Regions from separate parts of the Mus musculus genome. Here region 1 is linked to region 2. A link is a contact called in public ChIA-PET data. All regions are on one chromosome and are shown on one strand. The core of a region is the stretch at or near the end of the contact, and the rest is flanking DNA. Distances in the headings are between cores, read along the strand shown. Region 1 holds the start of Vta1 (vesicle (multivesicular body) trafficking 1). Region 2 has its middle 7.6 kb from the start of Gm40603.

The links. ChIA-PET counts read pairs in DNA pulled down with a chosen protein or histone mark.
Region 1: a contact with region 2 is called in an RNA polymerase II ChIA-PET map of memory CD8 T cells, with 8 read pairs. The contact joins the promoter of Vta1 here to the enhancer-like site in region 2. A contact is called at or near these places in 2 of 484 Hi-C or Micro-C datasets (CD4 T cells and liver), 1 of 115 datasets of contacts at active chromatin or transcription factors (memory CD8 T cells) and 1 of 9 other capture datasets (liver).

Annotation. Positions count from the first base shown.
Region 1 is chr10:14,704,236-14,706,935 of GRCm38.p6, forward strand. Vta1 (vesicle (multivesicular body) trafficking 1) reads right to left here and starts at 1,254. Exons shown (of 8, transcript NM_025418.3): 1 at 1,115-1,254. The coding sequence starts at 1,226. 1700016L04Rik (RIKEN cDNA 1700016L04 gene) reads left to right here and starts at 1,374. Exons shown (of 6, transcript NR_045824.1): 1 at 1,374-1,438.
Region 2 is chr10:14,313,483-14,316,239 of GRCm38.p6, forward strand. No RefSeq gene overlaps it. Among named protein-coding and RNA genes, the nearest start is that of Gm40603, 7.6 kb to the right of the region's middle. Within about 2 kb of position 1,364, at least 66 of the 459 cell types and tissues checked have an H3K27ac peak or open chromatin away from gene starts, as enhancers often do. A contact at or near this core is called in memory CD8 T cells, where this site is marked.

The DNA of each region.
Region 1 (2,700 bases), core at 4-2,503, 390 kb after region 2:
ATGTGTTTCTGAACACAGGAAAATGAGGTCCCCTCTACAGTACTGTGGCACTTCTATGCCCGTTCCTGAAATTATAAAATGCGTACTGTTCAAACGCCCCTCCTCTCAGTAGTCCTAGGACCACAGGAGCTGGGTTTTAGTTTTTTTTTCCCAGTACTTAGGAATGCTCGTCAATAGGTAAAAAGGCTCAATAATTAGGATATGTTTGAAGATCATCAAAAGAACAAGAATGGTGGGAACAATACTGGTATGATTTTTATAAAAATGAAGTATAGCCACCGAGTGGCTTGCAGAAGAGGTGGGAATTCAGATCATAAATCAAGTGGAGAATGGCAATTATTGGTGGTGGTAGGGGGACATCCATGCACATTTGAGAAATGAGGTACATACATGTCCACAAGGGAAGGCTTGACTTGGTCCAGATTTTTGCTAACAATGTCCACAACAGAGGACACATCATTTCTGTATTCTGAAAGTTCTTTAGAAACTCAGAGTACAGTCATTTCTTGCAACAAAGATAGGAGTATAATATTCAAATCATAGTTTACATAAAACTACTAGTCCTATCCACTTCACCAACTCTGCATGTCTGAACGGAGTTCAAACTGTGTCCTCTTCAGTAGTATATACATCTCAAACTAGGAATATTGGCATTAAACTTCTTAACTTTCAGGATAGCTAAAGGATGACTCCAAATTCTTACTGGTGGTAATGAGGAGTACGGAAAACAAGTCAAGAACAGTCAAATTCAAATTTTCAGTAGTAGCCACTGTCCACTGAACCGTCTGAGTTTCGGAAGGGACCTGAAAGCTCTCGTGATTAATGCACAGCTTTCGTTATGTTTTCTGTTAGTCTCCCTTCCCACCCATCTCTGGGAAACCTATGACTATCGAGGTTCTCATTCCCAGAAGAAAGAACAGCCGGGAGGCGTGTCCGAGGCTCTAAGCTGGAGAGACGGGGGTCCGGGTGTGGAGGGAGTCTAGTACTTGGGGTCCTCCTGGCCGAGCCAGAGGTCAAGGCTCAGGTCTGAAGCCAGGGGGCGGGGCGGGCCTCAAGAGCGGAGGGAGGCGCGGGGCGCAACCGGGCGGGAGAACGGGGACTCGGAGGGACTCACAGTAGTAGGCCACCACGGGGTCCCGCTTGTCATGCTCCTGCGCCGTTCTCAAATGGTGCTGTATGCTCTTAAACTGCGCGGGCAGCGGCGGCAGAGGGGCCAGCGCGGCCATCTCCACTCCCGGAAGCGCTACTTCCTACTCGCCGGTCACAGATACTTCCGCTTCCGCCTCCGAGCGGGCAATTCTCACCCACGCATCCGTTGCTGAGACGCTTGTCCGCGACGGGTGCCCGAAGGAGACAAACTTACTGCCTGGTTTAAGGCAGTTATTATTTGGAGAATGAGAGTCTCCTGTGTCGCACACGGCTCCAGCGCTCTCTGCTGGTAAGCGGAGATAGAGGTTTTAAATTTAACTTTTGTTTTTGTTTGTTTGTTTGCATGGAATGAATGAAAGAGAAGAAAGGGGAAAATAACGTAAAGGACTTTAACTGCGAGAAAGGAAAACTTCCCCTCCCCTCTCTTTATCTCATGCGTGTGTGTTTTGTTGGGAATATTCTGGCAAGCGTATATACTACTAAGCTACCTTCTCAGCTTTCAAATTTTCCTTCCCTTCCCTCCCTCCCTCCCTCCCTCCCTCCCTCCCTCCCTCCCTCCCTCCCTCCCTCCCTCCCTCCCTCACTCTCTCCCTTGTCTTTATTTTTATGAGACTGGGTCTCACTAAATTGCCAAACTAAGCTTTGGACTTGAAATCCTTTACCCAGGGCTTCCCAGTTAGTAGAGATTACAGACATATGCATATAGATGGGCCACAGTGGGTTTTTTTTTTTTTTTGGTGGGGGGGGGGGAGGGTGGGGTGGAGTGGGGGGTGGAGGTGTCATTAGTTTTAACAGAGAAAATGATCACAAAATAAAAATTTATACATTCACACACACAGAAGTACACGTTATAGCCTTTCTAGAAACTGTAAAGAGATACTGAAAACATGTACTTAAAGGAGATTGGAACTGGAAACAACCATTGCTTTTAGTTTAGAAGTTTTAAATTCTTATATGAGAAACACTATGTTTAAATACTAGATTAAAATTTGCATGTCCAAATACTGGACTGAATAGACAGTCCTTTTCAAACTTGAAAGGTAAACACATGCGAACTAATAAGAATTGAATACTTTCTCTGATATGGCTAGTGCTTGTTTTAGTGAACTATGCGAGTTGATTAGTGGAGGAAGATGATGAACATTAGGAAAGTATTAGTCTGTCTTACTACTTGACAAGATAGAGTCCAGGAGAGTCTGCACTTCTGACTTTATAGCACACCCCACCTTTTCTTTATAGCAGTGATATTTATTTATTTATTTATTTATTTATTTATCTATTGCCACCTCTCCATTGCATAGTATCATCCTTAAGGACTTACATTTCATTTGAACTTTCCTGTATTTTTTTTCTTTTTGTTTGGGTTTTATTTGTTTGTTTGTTTTTTGTTTTGTTTTTTTGAGATAGGGTTTCTCTGTATAGCCCTGGCTGTTTTGGAACTCACTTTGTAGACCAGGCTGGCCTCAAACTCAGAAATCTACCTGCCTCTGCCTCTCAAGTGCTGGGATTAAAGGCGTGCCCCACCACCGCCCGGCTGAACTTTCCTGTTTT
Region 2 (2,757 bases), core at 114-2,613:
GTGCTGCCCCCCTCCCCCACCACCACCATGGTGGCCGAATAGTCATGCTTCCTTTAATGCCACTAAGAAAATGACTCTATTTTTTTCTAACATTATGTTCCAAAGGCTAATTTTTCTGTGAATTGTTGGAACTACATTTATATTTACATCCACTGATGAATCAGAAACCAATCTCCAGCAATCAGAAATGAAATGATGCCCCAGGACCATTATTTAGTGTTATGGAGAACTCCTGTTAAAGAAACCAGAGGAAGACTCCAAGATAGCTGGGTCCAAATTGGTTCTCATTCATTGTATCTTCCCTGGATCTTTCGTCTTGCATAGATAAATATGTTCTGCCTAAACCTAAGGTTTTATGTACTCATCTTCGTAGATATCTGTAGTCCTAAGTAGCAAAACCTTAAAAATTGGCAGTTTCTTTTATCAACTATGGAAAACAGATTTTACTTGGTAAAAATATTTGAAAATACAATGGAAAGGTGTCAGACAGGGATAAGTTGTCAATAGAAAGGCGTGAGACTGAGGAAACGAGTTAGGTAACCGTTCAAGAAGACCTTCATCCTCAAATTCCTTAGCCGCCCTCCGTGCTATAACTTACAGTAGATCCCTTCCCAGAACTCCAGCCTGGTGAGTTCCAGGCACGTAGAACAGCTTGTGCTTCTGACTAGTGCTCTCTGAAAAGTGCTGTTTGTTTGAGCTGGATGATGTCATTTCCTGGAGAATTCAGGGAGTCATCGTCTTCAAATTCTTGTTCCAACATTTTTCCAAATGAGCAAGGATTTTCGGCATCATCCTTTAATTTGGGGCTAGCACGACTAAAACATTTGTCATAGCAAAGCCCAACAAACCACAGAGCTCAATGCCAGCCTCCCAGTTTTCAGAACCCAGGAGAAACTTACATCACGTGGTGCTTCTGTAACTGGAAGGGCTGTGAGATGAATTTCAGGTGAGCTTCACATCAAAATGAAGTTAGGTGGCCATTTCATCAACATATTTGGTTTAAAGGCAAATTGGTGAGATCAATTGCCTTTATCAAGATGCCCGATGATGCTTTGTTTGGCTTCCATACTAGGGGAAGTCAGAAACCTGGGAAAACAGACATTGAATTTCAGAGTCTTAAATCCCATCCTGCTTTCCCTGCTTAGCTTGTCCTCTGTCTGCCGTGAGAGACTCTCAGCTTGCAAACTGCAATTCCTGCAGCAGAGTGGGTGTTTATGGGGAGGGTGAACCAAGAGCAGCTCGGAGGAGGAGGTCTGGAAGAAGAATAGGATGTGAATTTCAGAGCTGCGAAATGACTGTCTCCACCCACTTCAGAGAAGGAAGTGGTTTTAGTGACAAACATCTCAGGTGTGGGAAGAGCTGTGATGCCTTTCATTCTGTAGTGTAAGAAGAAAGGCCTCCTCACCATTCAGCTGCTCGAGCTCCCCCACTCTCTCCTCCTTCCTGCCTCCTCTCCTGTTCTATAAGCTCAGTTCTTTAGAAGCAAATCTTGCTGCTGCAGCATTTAATGATGTGCCATTGCTTGGCAATAGTTGGGATCAAAAAAAGAAAAAAAAACCCCAGCTCATCAGCAATTTAGATATTAATCATAGGTTCTGAACTTTAAATAGATGCCTGAACTCTGAAAATAATCTTCGTTAAATGAATACAATGTACTCAAGGAGTTGCAGTTGCAGTTGCAGTTTAAATGTTATCTTGTTCATTTGGCTTCAGTATGTTCTTTGGGGGCGCTTTGCATTTTGGTACTTGGGGTAAACTGGGATTCAAACAGTACTCATTACGCAATGTCTGTGGATTTCAGAAAAATGGACATCTCTGGAGTTGCTCCCCAGCTCCGATTCACCCGCGTTGATGAAGCACTGCTAAACCTGGTGGCTCAGAACTTTATTTAGTGTTAGGTAGGACTCTTATTCAAGAGACCAGAAGGAAGACTGCAAGGTACTTGGCTAGAAATGCAGTTAAAAGACTTTTCCAGAGAGTTGGGTGGGTGGAGGGTGGGGTAGACACTCAGCATTTCTTATGGTTGCTAAGTTACATAAGAAGCAAGATCACAATCAGAATGCTGCCTTGGCAAACGCAGAGCTCAGTTTAAAAGGAGGGTAAGTACGATCGATCCTATAAAGCATTTTTGATAAGAGATGCACAGGCTTGTTTATAAGATGATGCCTTAGGGTTACAAGAGCCAAGAGTCCCCTCATCTACTTGACCAGAGCTCGTGCTCAAAAGTCCAGATACAGCCTTTCTCCCCAAGCTGATGCAGATAGTCTATGGGCAGTACCTTTTATTTCTAAACTTTCAAGTTCTACAGATTTGATATAGCAATCCCAGAAGCTCACTGTCTAGGCTCTAGAGCTACTCCTCCTCGGCTTCTGTAGGACTGACATTGAATGGGATTCCTTTCCATTGGGGCTGTTCTGTACATTGTAGAATGCTTAGCAGCATCCTTGGTGCTCGTAAGCAGGTATCAGGGTAAGGCAAGAACCTGCTGGGATTCCGGGTTCTTGCGTCCCTGAATAAGAAATTAGGCCAGAAACTTAGGATACCCAATATACAAGATACAATTTGCAAAACACATGAAACTCAAGAAGAATGAAGACCAAAGTGTGGACACTTTTGCCCCTTCTTAGAATTGGGAACAAAACACCCATGGAAGGAGTTACAGAGACAAAGTTTGGAGCTGAGACAAAAGGATGGACCATCTAGAGACTGCCATACCCAGAGATCCATCCCATAATCAGCCTCTAAACACTGACACCA